Regions from separate parts of the Mus musculus genome. Here all the other regions are linked to region 1. The links are chromatin contacts, called in public HiChIP or PLAC-seq maps. All regions are on one chromosome and are shown on one strand. The core of a region is the stretch at or near the end of the contact, and the rest is flanking DNA. Distances in the headings are between cores, read along the strand shown. Region 1 holds the start of Grik2 (glutamate receptor, ionotropic, kainate 2 (beta 2)). Region 2 has its middle 12 kb from the start of Gm25650. Region 3 has its middle 84 kb from the start of Gm25650.

Evidence for each region. HiChIP or PLAC-seq counts read pairs in DNA pulled down with a chosen protein or histone mark.
Region 2: a contact with region 1 is called in an H3K4me3 HiChIP or PLAC-seq map of embryonic forebrain, with 34 times the contacts expected there. The contact joins the enhancer-like site here to the promoter of Grik2 in region 1. A contact is called at or near these places in 10 of 39 promoter capture datasets (the 3T3-L1 cell line, the C10 cell line, cranial neural crest and 5 more), 7 of 484 Hi-C or Micro-C datasets (brain, cerebellum, cerebral cortex and 3 more) and 4 of 115 datasets of contacts at active chromatin or transcription factors (astrocytes, embryonic forebrain, embryonic hindbrain and 1 more).
Region 3: a contact with region 1 is called in an H3K4me3 HiChIP or PLAC-seq map of embryonic forebrain, with 8 times the contacts expected there. The contact joins the enhancer-like site here to the promoter of Grik2 in region 1. A contact is called at or near these places in 11 of 39 promoter capture datasets (the 3T3-L1 cell line, 3T3-L1-derived adipocytes, the C10 cell line and 7 more) and 3 of 115 datasets of contacts at active chromatin or transcription factors (astrocytes, embryonic forebrain and embryonic midbrain).

What each region holds. Positions count from the first base shown.
Region 1 is chr10:49,786,875-49,790,685 of GRCm38.p6, reverse strand. Grik2 (glutamate receptor, ionotropic, kainate 2 (beta 2)) reads left to right here and starts at 1,932. Exons shown (of 17, transcript NM_001111268.3): 1 at 1,932-2,058.
Region 2 is chr10:46,824,308-46,828,118 of GRCm38.p6, reverse strand. No RefSeq gene overlaps it. Among named protein-coding and RNA genes, the nearest start is that of Gm25650, 12 kb to the left of the region's middle. Within about 2 kb of position 1,923, at least 25 of the 459 cell types and tissues checked have an H3K27ac peak or open chromatin away from gene starts, as enhancers often do. A contact at or near this core is called in brain, cerebellum, cortical neurons and 2 more, where this site is marked.
Region 3 is chr10:46,920,855-46,924,665 of GRCm38.p6, reverse strand. No RefSeq gene overlaps it. Among named protein-coding and RNA genes, the nearest start is that of Gm25650, 84 kb to the right of the region's middle. Within about 2 kb of position 1,640, at least 11 of the 459 cell types and tissues checked have an H3K27ac peak or open chromatin away from gene starts, as enhancers often do. A contact at or near this core is called in embryonic forebrain, where this site is marked.

The sequences.
Region 1 (3,811 bases), core at 683-3,182:
TGAAAAGGGGTGTGTGATATTAAGATGACATGGAGAGTGTCCTTGGCTAGTAGACAAGTTGTCTTCATTACTCTCATCAGGCAATAAGGCTGAATAGAGCAATTTTTCCTGAGCCTGGCCAGAACTGCACTGTTCTTGGAGGGCCTATTAGGCTGCAGGTCACAGCAGCTGGAGCCCAGGCGCCTGGAGCTGGTCACGCGTCTGTGCTGTCCCGTCCAGGATGCACAATACAGTCATTGACTATTTATTCTCTTCGTACAACAAGGCCGCTGTTGCCTTAATTACAGGAACCTTCTAGCCATTCCTGAGATCTATAAACCACAAACGGACACTCCATGCCACTAACTCATCTCTTCTTAACTTAAGCCCATGTCTCCCAGAGACAGCTAAGCACAGTAAATGTGTGGTGTATGTGTGATACGGTGTAGAGAGCCTAGGATGGTGAACAACGTAGTAAATAGTGAGGATTTGGCTAGGACTGAGTCAGATGTTAGCCCAGAATGTGTGGCATACCGAGACAGGTTCAGGAAAGTTTTTACTCTTCTGGGATAGCAATGGCTGCAGGTAAAACAAAACAAACAAACAAACAAAATACAGCAAAAGAACAAACGCTTCTCTGCGGCCTGTTGGTCTGCTGTAGGGTGAACAGGAGCCTCTGCTTCCAGCCCTTCAGAATTAGACTGGAGTGCTCCTGGGACTGCAGTTGCCTCTAGGCTCCACTGAGCTTAGGAATTCCACCTGGCCTGCTTCCTATTACAATCCCTTTGAAATTTGTCTCCTGGGCTGGTCTGCCAAGCCTGTTCAAGCTTGGCCTCTCTTAAACCTCCTCGAGAATAGTAGCTCACCAATGTACTCTGGGGGGAACTGCTAAGTCTCCACTCTAGTTAATATTGCAGGGCTGAGGATAAAGTAGCAAAGGTATTGAATACATGTTGACTTTTCTGACCCAGAGGAGAGCAAATCCGGGATTGTTTGCAGAAGCTAATCGCTCCTCCAGAGAAGCCTGAGGAGTCTGGTGTGCTCTCTGCCTCCTGTCCCCACCCCTGACTCCAGGAAGCAACCCTTGGGAAGACCCTAGGACTTAGGCACCCTCCTCCTCCCACTTCTCCTTAAAAACATCTTTCAATATCTCATATTTAAGTACTTCTATATGCTCATTTTCCCAACCATGACAGCTAGGACTCCAGGTTCTGTGCTTGCCAGGCCTCAAATTCCCTCAGAGTTCAGGGACCTAGCTTGAAGAACAAAATCAGATATAAAGGGGCTAGACCTGTGCTGAGATTTCCTGCCAGCTTCTTGATGTTGAAAGTCCATTTCTTTTGCTACTGGACACCAGGAGAGACCAAAACCCATCTAGCTTGAGAAGCAGGATAGAAGTAGAAGATGCAGAAACCAAGATGATCCTCACCAACCTGAATGGGAAATGCAGTAGTTGAACCAAAAGGGTCACTTTGGAGACAACCAGCTGCTCCCCAGATGCTGGCAACATAGAAGTCTCGTTGCCATGGTTTCAGGAGCAGCAAAAAAGCAGCCACCCAGAAGCAGAAGCTATGAGTCCTTATACTCAGTGTAGCTTCTCAGAGCAGGCAAAATCAATCCTTGTCCCTTTTGCCTTACCCACTGTCATTCAGAGCATCTCTGTCCCTGTTCCCCTATGCCTGGATGTGGATGTGCTTGCTTGCAGGAGACGAAATCAGGGCCGAGGGTTCCGGAAGCACTAGGTGGTCAGTACCCGGAATTCTCTCCCTGGAGTTCTTGAAATAAAGAGTGCACCGTGCTCTTGGGTGGGCCTGGGTGCCCTGGAGCTAGTAACAGCAGCGGGGAAAGAAGCGCGGCGCCTTTAAAGCAAGAGGAGAGGAACCCCCGCCAGGAGGCGTGTCTGTCTCCAGCGCCACCGCTGCGGCTCCGCGGTCTCGGTCTCCGCCGCCGTCACTTGCGCTCTCGCTGGCGGCTGCGTGGCCGAGGCTGGGAGCCCGGGACTTCCCGCTGAACCGCCTCCTGCCGCAGCTCTGAGAGGACTACCCCAGTCCCTACCCTCCCTCTTCACCCTAGCCGCAGGTAAGCACTCGCCAGCGGTGGACCCTCCCTGGAGCTCAATCCCAGGGCGTTCGCTGTGGGTCCGGAGGCACTGCGGACCCGCGAGGAGCACTAGCCGCGGACAGGAAAGGAAGAGGGGAACCGCTGCCCGGCTGAGTTCGTGCGCTCCAGGCACCTGCTGGATGCAGCCGCTTGGAGGGCTTTGTCTCACTTGCTGCAGCCAGTGCCCCGCAAGGATGAAAGTGGCTCATTTGGCTCCTGGCTGGTGTTCTCCACGTAAAATATTTGAATAAGTCGATCTGTCAGATGTGTACTCAGCTACCGGGACTCAACGCTCAAGGCGAAGAGACGCAGGAAAGCTGTGTATCTTTGTGCCATAACAACTCCTCATCCCTCTTTCGTCCACCAGTCCCACTATCTCCCTGATTCATAACTCTGGGGTGAGAAAGTTGAGATTATTTTAATACTGAGGACAGTATTAAAAGCTTCAGGAAGAAAAAAAAAAAAAAACTCTCAGGGCATCCCACAGGGGTAAGGACTAACTGCATCACTGAGGTGGATCATAAAGATTCAGAACTTTTAACCAACCACATTTCCTCATATTTTTATCTTCTGGAGTATTGGAAGGGTGTGTGTGTGTGTGTGTGTGTGTGTGTGTGTGTGTGTAGCAGTAGTAGCAGAGAGAGAGAGAGAGAGAGAGAGAGAGAGAGAGAGAGAGAGAGAGAGAGAGAATCAAACAGGACTAATGCTTCTAAGATGATTTTGGATTTGGGGGTTGGAGGATATTAGAAACTACCCTCTGGTAACGAAACGAACAGATTACCGTTTAACATTTCTTCATCTTCATACTGTAAGTATCTCTCATCAAAATTACCTTATGGATTAATTTTTTTCATCTCACAAGAATATGACTAATTCATTTAAATAAGTCTGCAGTTTACTTGCTGGAAGATGTGCAATTGCGTTTTAATTTGGTCTTGTTTTACTTCCTTACTTTATAACTTTGCAGAATAGACTCCTGCAATAATCAAGTAAGCTTATGAACTCTCAATGTCCTTAGAAACTTAGGCGTTAAAGAATTGAAATGCACAGGGGAAGAAAAGACAGAAAATGACTAAATAGTAAAACATCTATTTTTTTTTAAATTTAAATCCACTGAAGATTGCACATGCTGAATTTTTTAAAAGGAGCTTTACCGACACAAATCTCTTTGGTTCAATTTCTTAATTAAGATACATTTTTAGCATCTAAATAGTAATTAAAATTAAAAATATCATTAGCCACCAACGTAGCAGAATGTTAATACCACAGTTGGTAATGTGTTTAGAATCCCAAGGAATAACAGAAATCATGGATGCGTATGCAACAGTGTGGTTTCAACTGATCTCTGTCTTGGACTTCATTCTGTTTCCCCTTTAATGTCATGATTGAGTAGGCTGTTTTTTTAGCTAAGCTTCAACACAATAGGCCACTTGCATGGAATAACACCTTAGGTGTTACTATACAGTGAGGTTTCTTAAATGTCCCATAACAGCAGAACAACAGTGAGAGGGTCAGCAGAAGCCTCTCACTTGTGTGAGAAAATCTAAATGCACTGAATATTTTCTGTGGAAGAACCATTGAGATGGTTTTAAAATTTAGATTATTATAGAATACACATTTGCTGTCTCTAGCCAAAGTATAGGAATTGTCTTTTAAATGTTCTGCTATAAGGATTATTACACATTTGTTCATGCCCCAGCAGGTGGCAGCTAACTAGAATAAGATTCATTTT
Region 2 (3,811 bases), core at 674-3,173, 3.0 Mb after region 1:
AGAAGTATTTAATAATAATAATAATAATAATAATAATAATAATAATAATAATAATAACAAATTAGAGAAAAATATTCCAGCTTTCATAAAACTGAAAACACATTTGATTTTCAGTAAATAAAAGGGTAATAAAAAGCTGGCATATTCTGAGAAAACTAAAACTTGGTTTACTTTCTTTAATAAAATTGTGAACTCTCTTTAGGCTCACTTTAGATCCTTCTATATTGTTTTTGACTTTTAAAATTAAATTGAAATGCTAAAGTTTTGAGCATGAAGCATAAATTTTATTTGACCTTTTAGGAAAAGCTATTTTTGTATATTCCTCAGAAGAGGAATCTGTGTTCTGTACCAATCATGTGCGGACAGGCCAGGTGGCAGATTATTTAGCATCTCAGTCTTTCACCTCTAGAGACCAGGGCTTAAATGTGGCTTAAAAGAAATACCCCAGAGTAATGTGTGTGCATTTTGAGGCCTTAAAATTGGGCTTAAGCAGCAATCACTTGCAGCTGCAGAGATGTTCTTTCAAAAGACATCAGAAATGTCACAGGACAAGACCCAGGGATTTCAATAAAGACATAAAGGCCACCCAGACAACCCAACTGGGACAAAGCTTATCAAAATAATGAACCTACAGGTCTGGAACTCTACTGGTCAATGAAAGGAGCCAAATGGGCTTTAAAAAAAAAAAAAAAAAAAAAAAAAAAAAAGGAAAGGAAAGGAAAGAAGGAAGAAAAATGGGTAGTTTCAAATAGATAAGCTTTAGCAGTAACAGCATCCCTAAAGACATGCAAATGAGATTGCCAAAAAGGAGGGGGGCACTAAAAACAAAAAACAAATAGTGTAGCTTACTAGTGCCCCCTAGTGTAACTTCTGTTCTACTTTATGCAGAATTTGATTCTTTAAATATATTTTAAAGAGAGTAAATAGGGTTTAAAAAAAATAATTGCAAGAGTTACAAAAACCCATGAAAAAGAAATGCAAGATTTATATTTTTAAGTCAGATATTAACATCCTAAATAGCTCAGCAGCATCAAAGCTAATAATGTGATTATGTGTATTAGGATCTAATAGTCTGACATCAGAGATAAATTAAAGAAGGACTGACAGACAGAAAAATGACAGCCTCTTTTCCTCCCATGCTTCAGCACAACAGCTCTCTCCCTGAAAAATGTTTTGCTTCACAGTCCCTCTGTTTTGCATCCTAATTTTATCCTGTGCCAACAAAACAGATTGTTTGCTAATTGATATCATAAAGCAAGACAGCCCAGTGAAGGATGATAATTCCTATTCCAGCCAGCGGCAGCTGATGGGGAGCTTGATAGAAATGCTGTCATTTTCAACAGACTGCCTACAATAGACTTTCCACTGTAAATATAGAGATTTGACAGAAGCCTCATCCACCCACCTTTAGTTTTGGAAATGAAATAATTCTCCTACAATATTCTTGTCACCCACTTTAGTTTTGCTACTTGAATTTTTTTTTCTCCTAAAATATGAATACCATTTGGTCTTTGTCAATTGGTAGACAATTGTTTTTTTTGTTGTTTTTTGTTTGGTTGTTGTTGTTGTTGTTGTTCAAAGTCATATGCAAGCTTATGAAGAGCCAATAAACTCGTCTGACTCTAGAAGGGAATAAAGTAACTGGAGTATGACCTATTATCCCATTAAACATTTGTAAAACATCAGGAACTTATAAAACTTGTAAATTTACTTCACATATTCCTAAATTCCACTGCCACTCTGAAAAGTAAAAATCATTTTCACGGTGCTCTTCCTCTTTCCTAGCAAAATCCTTTGTTCTTAGTAGGTTCAGCTTGTCAACCTAGAGAAGCATAGCAAACAAAGTATTCTGTGTATGCAGGACCTAATGTCATCAAGCATTAACAAATGTCTAGTGAGTCCCTACCGAATTCAGCTGGAGAACAATGCCTGTGTGATGCAAATAATTCAGTTGCAAGTGAGAAAACAAAGGCGCTGAGAGGTGGAGAAGGCAGGGTAATGATGGGATTTTAATAATTCCAGTTTAGCTCTCAAGAGGAGATGCATATAAAGAGGCAATGTACACAAGTCATAATTTGTAGCCATCTGCTTTGCTGGTTCAAAAGAGAATTCATTTTGGCTTTTAAAAAAAAAGTCATTTTTTTCACCTATTTGTACCCCATTACATAGTTTCTCCTTGGCTCTTCATTTTAATTTTTTGCCAAGCTGGAAAAAAAATAAAGAGTAATAGTTGATTCTGAAATGTTAAATCATCAAATAGGCATGTTTCTCTCAAATACTGAATCTACATGTAAGCATGTGTGTATGTGTGTCTTTGTGTGCATACAATGTGCATCTGCCTGTGTGTGTGTGTGTGTGTGTGTGTGTGTGTGTGTGTGTGTGTGTGTGTATTGACCATAGAAAAGAAACCTTAAGGAGAGAAAAAGAAATCTGAAATAGTGGAGGGAATAAAAATGACTTGGAAGCAGCAGGGGAGACTCTGGGTGGAGGAAGGATGGTGGCCTACTTTACTTGCTCTTACTGTGATGAACATCATGATCAAAAATCAACTTGTGGAGCAAAGGATTTATTTGCTTACAGAGGCTATAGTCCATCATCAAAGGGAGCTAAGGTAAGAGCCTGAAGCACAAAGGGAAGGAGGAATGATGCTCGCTACCTTGCTAACTATGGCTTGCTCAGCTAGCTTTCTCATAGAGTTTATGCCCATTTGACAAGAAATGGTACCACCCACATTGGGCTGTCCCTTTCCTAAACAATCATCAACCAAGAATATTCCCACAGGCCAAACTTATGAATGCAATCAGTTCTTCAATTAAGTTTCTCTCTTTCCAGGTATGTCAAATCGCAATGGGGATTAGCCATCAAAGAAAAACACCAGCAAGATGTGGCCTGGGAAATGGAGGTCAATGGGAGAAGCAAATGACCGAAAACATTTAAAACATTTATGTGTATAAAATGCCCGTTGCTTTATATGCTAACGTAAAAAGTAATTTAGAAAACAGCCAAGGTAGAAGAAAATTAAGGAGATTAGAACAACCCTCCCAACCTCTTTTATCATTTAGCAGTAAAGGAAACTGACACCCAGAAATGTGGACTCATGTGTTGACAATGACATCACAAGTTAGTAGCAAAGGGTGAAATAAAGAAAATGTCTACTGTACTATGGGTTTGAAACATAGCTATGCTTTTGGTACAAAACAAAATCTTTTTAAAGGGCCTTTTAAAAAATGTTCAATATTCTACCATTTGAAGCTTAAGTCTCAACAATTTAGTTCTTAAAATGGGCAATGGAGTAGGGCTGAGCCAGGGGAATAAACTGCAGAATGGACTGGAATCCCATCAGAGTTGAAAGCAAATTGTTTTGCAGTCTAAAGTTAATCCTGAAGTAGTATTTGATGGACTTTTAATTAAGCAACAAACATCTATACAATTGTGAGACTGTCAATTTCTATTCTCAACACTCTAATTTGAAAACCATTAATTGATACAATCAAGGGACTTTGTTAAATTATGAATAACCACACATCTCCACTATCTCTTTACTATCAAGTTCTCTATATTTTCCTATAAATTTATAGAAAAACTTTTACATTGTCAGGTATTGGTTATCATTAATAAATGCAGTTTAATATACATCGAAGTAACTTTATTATTTAGTTAAAGTTTTGTCTAAAGACTATTCCTATTTCACGTCTGCCTGTATGTCAAGGCTCAGTGCTCATATATTTCAAGTAGGAAATGGATATTTCAGTAATAAGGCATATGTAAAAATGGCAAAGATTTTAAGGAAGACCAGTAAGAAACCCTAGAA
Region 3 (3,811 bases), core at 391-2,890, 2.9 Mb after region 1:
AAAGAAAGAGTCAAAATATGTTTGATATGTTTTCAGGAAAATGAGATTTAATTTATTTTAATTTATTAAAATTTTTGGCAGCTGGGCATGGTGGCGCACATCTTTAATCCCATCACCCGGGAGGCAGAGGCAGGCAGATTTCTGAGTTCGAGGCCAGTCTGGTCTACAGAGTGAGTTCCAGGACAGCCAGGGCTATACAGAAAAACCCTGTCTTGAAAAACCAAAAAAATTTTAAAAAAGAAAAAAATTTTTGGTGATGTAATAACTATACTAACTTGAACCTTACCTGTCTGATTATGTGTACCATGTTCCAAACTTCTCAAGCTAATCAAGAGGTCTCACTATCATCACTTGAGGGTACAGAGGGGGAAAAAAAAACAGTAAACAACCAGACAAGTAAACAGGAAGTCTTAAACACATAAAATACAGACAAGGTGATAAGGCTAATGAGAGATGGAATAATTCAGTCATTCATTCTAAAAGAGATTGTGAAAGCATTTACACATATGATCTATTGTTCCAATGTCATGTTCAACCATAGCGTGCACACAAAGGAGGTAGCTGCCAGGTATAAAACTCAAATAAAAAAGTCTTAACATTGTTGGAGTTATTTCCCAAGGAATATCTTAATTATAAGCATAGTCAAGGTCACTGATGGTTAGCATCATAGTCATTTTTAGGGCATCTTAACATCAAAATGCAGTGAAAACAATTTGAGGTAAGTCTCACACGCGCTATTGTCTCGCCAGCAAGAACACACGTGTGAGAAACCGGATCCTTCTGCAGCAACTTTATTACACCAGTTTCAACATGAAGAGGAAGACCCCAAGCACCAAAAAGGCGCTGCTTATATACACCTTAGTGTGGCATGTCCACACCTGATTGGCTGCTCTCCCAAAGCCTCATCACCAGGCCCCAGGCACGAAAAGAAAAAAAAAAAAAAACACTCTCGCACATGCGCACATTGCTTGTTTACCAATTAGGCCACACAGGCACAGCGGAAACTGCTTCCCACAGGTAAGCAATAAAGTTGTTGATATTTAGCCTGTAGAACTTTTCTTGTAGATATATTTACAAGTGTAAATAAAATGCCTTGAAGTAGTGATGTTTTCCTTTGGGTGCATGTGTAGGTGAATGAGAGAACCACACCTGCAGACTTCAGCGATCTCTATCTTCACTGCTCTCACCCTTCTCATGTGTGTTAGATTTTCTGTGCTGAGAAAACAATCTGCCTGGTGATCTGTGCCACCTTGAAAGTCTCTCTCTAATTATGTTTCTCTTTATTTGTGCCCACTGTGGATTTCATTCCTCAGTAGACACACAGATCAAAAGTCTACATAAGACAGAAAACTGTACACTGCACCCCCCAAATATGAGTTAACAGTATGAAAGGCTAGAAATGTTAAGGGCTTTGCCACTTATGGGGGGGGGGGGGCTTGATCACCAGTTAACAGGAAAGCAATATCTTGCAACACATCTTCCGGGTGGATATTCAGTTCAGAATCATCAAAGAACTGAGCTGCAAGTACATAAGTGCAGTCCTCTCTGCCTTGGAGGTCTACTATATGTACTATGTGCACATCAGTAGGCCTGCTGCAGATCTGAGACGAGAACTCAAAAGGAGACAGGTGCAGGACGAGCCAAGGAGAGCACAGCCCAGCAGCTGAGGCATGCATTGACCTCTGCTCATTAAAAGAGGAGTGGAGAGAGGAAAGCAGCATGGGGCCCTGGAACATATTCTACAAAGCTTCAAAGACAAAAGAACACACTTTTCTTAACAGCTTAGCCTGAAAGCATTCGGCATTAGAAAGCACATGATGTATTTTTTCAATAAATGGAAGAATGTGGCATGGAATGCAAGTGCTTTTGCCCACCATCTTTAACCCTATCTAAAAAACAGAGTTAATAACTAAACACAGCAGCGAAAACTGTGGCAGCACAGTTACACTTAGCAATGATGAGCTCTAAGGCATCAGCAGTCTATAGAAGTGAGTGTAAGAAAAGGGTAGGAAAATGCCATTTAAGTTTCAGTCCAGAGCAATTTTCTCTCTGCCTCATGACATGGGGCCAGTCAAGAAACTGAATACGGAGGTTTGTCTGTCTCAGAAGACAAAAGTGAGGGCGTGCAGGGGAAAAAGTAACTGAGGTAAAAGCAGTGACAGAAAAGATATTATCATGTAAAATCGTTTTTAGTATTTAAATCCCACCTCCTTCTCTAGAACAGTTTCTAACACAATGGAATGAATATGAATAGATTAGGAAGTAAACTTTTTATAGCCAAAAAAAAGAAGTTTGGCAGTTAGGAATTGAATAATTATATAGTGTTCTAATATTCTAAAAGAAGAAAATTAAAATAGGCTTTTTAAAAGCTCTTTAACAAACTAAGGTATTAATACATTATCATTTTCTTAATTATAAATGATATAATTTATAATTGATATCAGGAAGGGAAGAAACAAATATTGAATTTAATACTTTGTGATTAGAATATTTAAGCTAAAAACCATTATTCAAAAACTCATGTATGAAGTACAACCTCACATTAGGAACATAGTGGAACAGTCACAAAGGAACTGCCAGCACATTTTGAAATAGATGATTGGAGCTGTCTTCTCTTCCCTGAAATATATAAATGAACTTTGAGAGATTAACATCAGACAGTGAATTCAGATTTACATCATTTATTTAATGTGCATGTATAATATATTTTATGTTTACTTATCACATAAAGTAATATATTTTATTATAGCATTTTTATACATACACAGTTTTTCTGATGCCCATGCACATTGTGCCCTTCTGTCCCCTGTGTTCCCCTTTCTCCTTTCATACCACATGTATTCCATTCCCTTCTCACTACCAGATTCCTGGTCTCTATACAAACTGACTTGCTCCCAAAATACTTGTTTTATAAATGACAATGTAGGGCAAACACTTGTTGCTTTAATTATTCTTTGATTTTTTTTAATCATAGTGTAATCACTTAATTTCTCACATTCTCAAATACCTTCTTTTGCTCTCTTTTAAAAAACATGGTCTTTTTTTTCATTAACTGTTGTTACATACTTATATGTATCACTATATTTTATCTTAAACTTTCTGAACCAGATTATCTGTTATATAATGTTTTGTACTTTTTGCAATTTTCATATTCTGTTTTCTTTCTGGCTCAATAAAATCTTACATGTATATTGCCACATTTTCATTATCTATCCATTCATTGGTGGTGATGTAAACTACCTCCATCTCTCAGTTATTAGGAACAAGCCAGCAATAAACATGGGTGTTTATACAGGTGACAGATACAAAAGCCTTTAGACATATGCCCAAAATGATGTCATATGATGATAGTCCTATTTAAATCTTTCTGAGACAACTCCACTTTGATTTCATTGGTAGCTGTACAAGTTTTCACTCCCACCAAGAGTGAATAAGGGCTCCCTCCATCTACTCCTTTTCTATGACAGCAATTGTCATGTTTTCTTGATTAATATTCTTCTAACTGATGTAAGATGAAAATTCAGTGTAGTTAAATTAGCATTTCCTGAATGTCTAAGGGTATTGAGCATTTAAGAAAAACAATGTTGACATTTGCCTCTTCTTTTGAGAAGTATGTGTTCAGTTCATTGGTCTGTTAATGGAGCTTCAGTTTCATTATTTCTGATGTCTAAATAGACCTGGTGAAGATTTTCTACCATTCTATAAGCTATCTGCTCATTTTGTTAAAAATTCCTTTTACAGTGCAGAAGCTTCTTAAATTCATGTGTTCCTACCAGTCAAGCCTTATCCTATTGGGAACTTAAGTGATCCC